Regions from separate parts of the Mus musculus genome. Here region 1 is linked to region 2. A link is a contact called in public Hi-C data. All regions are on one chromosome and are shown on one strand. The core of a region is the stretch at or near the end of the contact, and the rest is flanking DNA. Distances in the headings are between cores, read along the strand shown.

The links. Hi-C and Micro-C count contacts between places; a contact is called where the count stands out from the background.
Region 1: a contact with region 2 is called in a Hi-C map of the N1E-115 cell line, with 7 times the contacts expected there. The contact joins the enhancer-like site here to the promoter of Arhgap15os in region 2. A contact is called at or near these places in 4 of 39 promoter capture datasets (frontonasal cranial neural crest, hippocampal neurons, liver and 1 more), 1 of 484 Hi-C or Micro-C datasets (the N1E-115 cell line), 2 of 115 datasets of contacts at active chromatin or transcription factors (embryonic stem cells and fibro-adipogenic progenitors) and 1 of 9 other capture datasets (adipose tissue).

The regions. Positions count from the first base shown.
Region 1 is chr2:44,304,074-44,306,773 of GRCm38.p6, forward strand. The region is part of intron 12 of Arhgap15 (Rho GTPase activating protein 15); the gene reads left to right. Among named protein-coding and RNA genes, the nearest start is that of Gm52508, 23 kb to the right of the region's middle. Within about 2 kb of position 1,383, at least 27 of the 459 cell types and tissues checked have an H3K27ac peak or open chromatin away from gene starts, as enhancers often do. A contact at or near this core is called in the N1E-115 cell line, where this site is marked.
Region 2 is chr2:44,064,007-44,066,706 of GRCm38.p6, forward strand. It overlaps Arhgap15os (Rho GTPase activating protein 15, opposite strand), which reads right to left and starts at 1,318. Exons shown (of 3, transcript NR_040622.1): 1 at 1,228-1,318. Arhgap15 (Rho GTPase activating protein 15) reads left to right here. Exons shown (of 14, transcript NM_153820.3): 8 at 978-1,101.

The DNA of each region.
Region 1 (2,700 bases), core at 133-2,632, 240 kb after region 2:
CCCAAATAAGCAAAGTAAACCACTCTCTCCCTTCCCAGCTACCACCTCTGGATGCTAAACAAAGGTGTCCACTGAAGAGAAATCAAAGGGTACCCTTCCCTTTCTTCTGCTTGATCCCAGTTCAAACATGATAACAGTTTTCCTGCCTTTTTGCTTGTTTTAGTTATTATTTTTTATTGCCCGAAAACCTCAGCTGATCTTTTAGAAAGTCTGCACGGTCTGGATGGGCAGAGATGGAATGCATCATCTCATCTCAACAGAGACAAAAAAAAAAAAAAAAAAAAAAAAAAAAAAGTCTTGACAGCTCAATATCCTTATTAGGGCTGTAGGGTCCCATGGGCCACTGCAATACAGTGTCACACAAGAGGCAAACTTCTGAACTTGCTGCCCTGAGACCTTCCCTTAATCTTTTACTGTGGAATGAAAGATCAAAAACCTCAAGCAGTTTTAAAAATATGCAGCTAATGTCACGCAGTTAAACTGATGTAGCATGCATGTTGTTTTGCAAGCTAACAGGTTAAATATGGCTTTGCTTTAAGATTCCCATCAAATTTCGTTTTTATAGAGAAATTTCTGAAAGCAGAAGGGGTTGAGGGAGGGTGAGGTAAAAAGAAATAAATCATTGTAGTCTCAGGAACAGTAATCCTTGTTGAGGATTTTGGCTGATTGATATAAATAACATCGGCCCCGCCATCTGTCCGAAGAGGGACCTTTCCAGTCAGTGTTAAGCTGCAACGGCAGAATAATTAATGAATGGTGTCCTTTGTGCTGGTAATAAAGACAAGACAAATTATGTTATAATCCAACTGCTGCTCATTTGTCACAGCCAAATAAAATGTCAAATAAAAGTGAGGGGGGCACTGTGTTTGTTTAACGGACGGCATGCTACCTGTTTCTATTGTTGACAGACAACCAGAGTGTAAGTTTTGAACGTTACAGAATAGAAAAACCTCTGAACTCAAATCGCATTTCCTTGAGAGCTGGGGTGGGCATCTAGCGAGATACAGGGGGGGGGGGGGGAGCCTGGCAGAGAAACACTGAAGTAAGTTTTAATTAGAGAGCTGTAATGCCACCGGCTCCTCTGAGTAAGTCGGTTGCGATTGCAGTGCAAAAGCTCTGCCTGCAAAGTCCAAGTTCAAAACACAGCTGAGCTATTTGCAAATCTGCAAGAATTCGGTAGGGCTCTCATCTTGCATTTTCAGGATAGACACATTCATCCAGTTGCTCAGAAAGCCAAATAATGAAAATGGAGCCGGGATTTAGCAAGTCCCGCTGGGAATTACCTATGACGGAGGGCAGGGCTGCACCTCCTCAGAACATGCTCCTGCTGTAAAGATTCACAGACCTGGCATTCAGACAGGCATCTGTCGCTTGCTCTAATGCCAGTTCATAGTATACATACAAACATCTGCTTCCGTGCACAAAGGGATACAGAGCGCTTGACAGGTCTGTGTTAGCTGGCTTCGCAATGCCAGTTCTTTATGCAAAAACCCTAATGCTTCCCGGCAAGCCATTAGAAGTGATACAATCAGCCCAGGCCCCATTAAGCCATCAGTGTCCACCTGTGATAAAGATGGCCATTTGTTTTCTTAAAGCCCACTTAATGTCTGCTTAACTCAATTTGTCAGGAAATGTAGAACAATTTCCTCACAGTCTGAAATTTGGTAGTGGTTCAAGTCAAAGGCCAGGTCTCGTCCTATTCAAATGATGGAATAAACAGCCTTCACGTTGAATCTCCCTAAGGAACCTGTGTTTACTTTTTCTGAAAAATATGTTGCTGGAAAGGGAAAACATTTGCATCCCTTTACCATTTTTTTTTCTTTCTGAAGTCCTGGAATATATCTAGCAGGGAAGAGGGCTGTGGCTGGAGTATCTAAAAAAAAAAAAAAAAAAAAAAAAAACCCATAATTTTTATTTTCTTTCTTAATTCAGCCAAAAATTGGCTTTAGGAGAAGAGCCTTTGCAAAATGTCACGGCAGTGATCCCTTTGCTGGTTTTAAAACCTCCTATTGTCATATGTACCAACTTACCACGTGGTTCACTTCTGCTTAGAACATATCTGAATTGCTTACATTTATAGCTACTTGTTAGAAATTGGTATTGTCTTTTTATACACTTTAACACAAAAAAAAAAACTTTAAGGTTTTTTTGAAAAACGGAAAAGTTCTTAGGAACTTATGTTAATCAAATGTGGAGTCTTGTGTTGCTTCTGTTTCAAATCACTTTTAGCCACATGGCCATTGAAGACCGGTATTTCTATGGTTAACCAACAGGGGGCTCCCTTAAGCATTTCAACTATAGTGGGGCCCTAGCCCAGCAAACTTATGCCCCATGAAAAATAAACATCAATTTTGACCAACATTTAATCAAATATTTATCACTCATTCAACAACTTCTCCATTGGAAGATTTGGCTTTCAGATCCTGGTATCTCTGCTTAATGTGCATAAGAGCTGGCTACTGGTTACTAAAGCATTTCTCTGTTCACGACTTGTGTGCGAGATCAAACAACGAAGTCAATAAATTACCTGGCTAATTTGATCAGCGAATACTAATTGGGCATCTATAGTGTTCAGAAAACTGAGGCAAATTGAGGTTTAAGTATGTACATTAGTTGAATAACTACCTCATTTTTAATTTTACAAATAAAAGGAACCTTAATAGGTATGTTTTCCAAAGAGAAGAGAAATCAAGGCTGGAT
Region 2 (2,700 bases), core at 68-2,567:
AATGTTCCTTCCGTCAAGATTTGTGAGGTAGACATCATTTCATCTTTCAAACGAGCACTGTTCTTATTCTGGAATAGAGCATGGTCTCCTTTTTCTGGAGGTTGTAAAAAGCACTCAGGTGCTTGAAAACTATATTTTCTGCTTGTTGTAGTATCTGACATATGTTATTCTGGAAATTAAGTATCTTTGTATCTATGACCATAGTTACTGTTATAATACCACAAGGAAAAATCATTCACATGTAATGTTATTATTTTCCAACTAAGCTAGAATGATCTTCTCAAAAAAAAAATTAAATACCTAGAACGTTAGAAAAATAGCTCAAAGTATGCATTCAGATTACATGTTTTTTAAGGCTTAAATTATTTAAAACTTTTTTATTGACTTAATTTTATTTCACTTATGTAAATATATAATGGAAAAATATTCTTGAGAACTCTTAGTATGCTCTAAAACAGGATAATGTATTTAAAACCTTTCATTATATCTCTTAAAAGATCAAACTGTACAAATTAAAATTGTCTTTCCATACTATCAACAGAATCCCCAATATATAGACAACAAAACATGGATTATTATCTTTAAGTATACAATATAAGGCCAGAAAAACTTTAAACACTGTTCGTATTTACTCGATGCATAGTTTGGGAAAGATGTTTTTTCTTCTTCTATATCTTTTCCTTGTCTGTTTTCTCAGAACTAGTAATGTTGTCTATGTGTGGGCCCTGCTGAATTCCTGAGAGGATTAACTGAGTTGATATATGTACAGTTCTTTGAATAATTCATAGCATTTAGTAAGCACTATTTGGATGCATGAATCAGTATAAACACTGTGCTTAGAATACAGGCCGTTACCCAGCCACACACACACACAAAAATTAACTTACTCAAAAGACCGGTTAAATTTAGCATCAAGATAAGACACAAAACTCGCGTATTCTTTCTTCCTAGTAAAAGGTACTCTCTATTATTTCTAGCCAAAGAATCCAAGTTGTGGGTCCCTGGAGTTGTTCAATTTGCAGAGATCCTCAAGTTCTGAACTGCCGAGTCACTGCCACATCGATAGAAAAGAACAGAAACCAGAACACAGGAAGTCCTTCAGTAAGTGTTTTCTTTGACTGCTCCTTTTACCTCTGTCTAAATGCAGAGCTTATGAAATATAAATGTATTAAAATGAGATTTAAGCCAAAGCCAGGCTACTTTGGAAGATTCGTAGCCATTTCTTACCTAGGGATTCATGCGCTGGAGGGCAGTCTGGGCATTCGGCTCACATCATTGTTGGTAATATCTTTTGAGAAAATAATTGTTCCAAGGTCATGGTCTCTGCTTACAGCAAACCTCTGAATCTCTGAGTAATCGCCACAGAGTTCAGATTGGTGATTGATTTTGAGAGTGGGAAATGTCAAGCATCTGGCATGCTGACCATTTGATTTTCATACATTAAAAGACAAGAGTGACCATCAGAGTTGGCCCAACTAAACCAACAGCTTTTGCACCAGTCCACACTTCCAGAAAACCAGGGAAATTTAGAAATATACATTCCAGAGTGGACAGGAAACCTGAGACCTGAATGAAGTGGTTATCGAAGTTACGGTGAGTTCTGCTTCCAACGCAATTGATTAGGAATAACAATAACTTATATCACTTACATTATGCTCTTCGAAACTTATTTCTTTAGCCAGCCTGCTTCTTCCTCAACAAAAGGGGATGATTACAACATGCCACATGTAATCCACACAGGAAAACTAAGCACTAGACTTCTGAAAGGACATGTAGATATATTTCATATCAGCTAATTCTGTCTTTAAAATTATAGCAACTTCCTTAAACCTCCCACCCAGCTATTTTTAACCATTTTTTCTACATGGAAATATATTTATATCCTAGTTTTTGAAACTTAAGGACAAGTCAGTAAGTTACAGAAACACCAGTACATGAGGTGTAAATAAAAATGTACGGTAAATGAATATATTTGTTTATAACACATATGCGTCATTAGAAAAGATGTGGTAGTGTATGCGTGGCAACATCTCTTTCAAAGATGAATGATTAAGACCCACCGTTCTAGAGGCTACAGGAGATGTTGAATTGAGATCCTTTTGAAAAGAGGGAACTAACTGTTAAGGGGCCTCTGCCATAGTTTTCTCCAGCTACCAGAGACTGATTCAGCAAATCATCTGCTTAATGCTGCTGTTTAAGAAGGTTGTAACTGCCTATGGCCACAAAGTCCATGGGGTGTTGGTGAAGACTCATCTGTGCCTTTTTAAGGGCTATTATTTGGAGTTAATTTAAATTCAATAGTAGTTTCCTTTACTTCTTGAGTTTCTGTCTTTTGTTGCACCTGGGATGAGGTATAAGGTAACATATCTAACACAGCCTTACAGAGTTAGGATTCAGTTATGAGTCAATACTTAATGTTAATTATGTAAATATTTTGTTGTAAATGCACAAGAGTTTGTGATGCAGTGATTATCAGATCTGAAATCTGATATTTAATTGCCGTTGTGGAAGAAAACTTAACATGCTTTTAAACCCTGAAGCAGTGTGTGTGTGTGGGGGGTGGGGGGGAGGATTCGCAAAAGCATGTTTGAGAAACTGAGGCTGACAGATGCAGCACTGAACAGTAATTACATGAAAAGTGTTAGAATGTTTCTTAGAAAAAAAATTTTATGAAAAGAAGAGTCAGTCTTTCTCTATAGT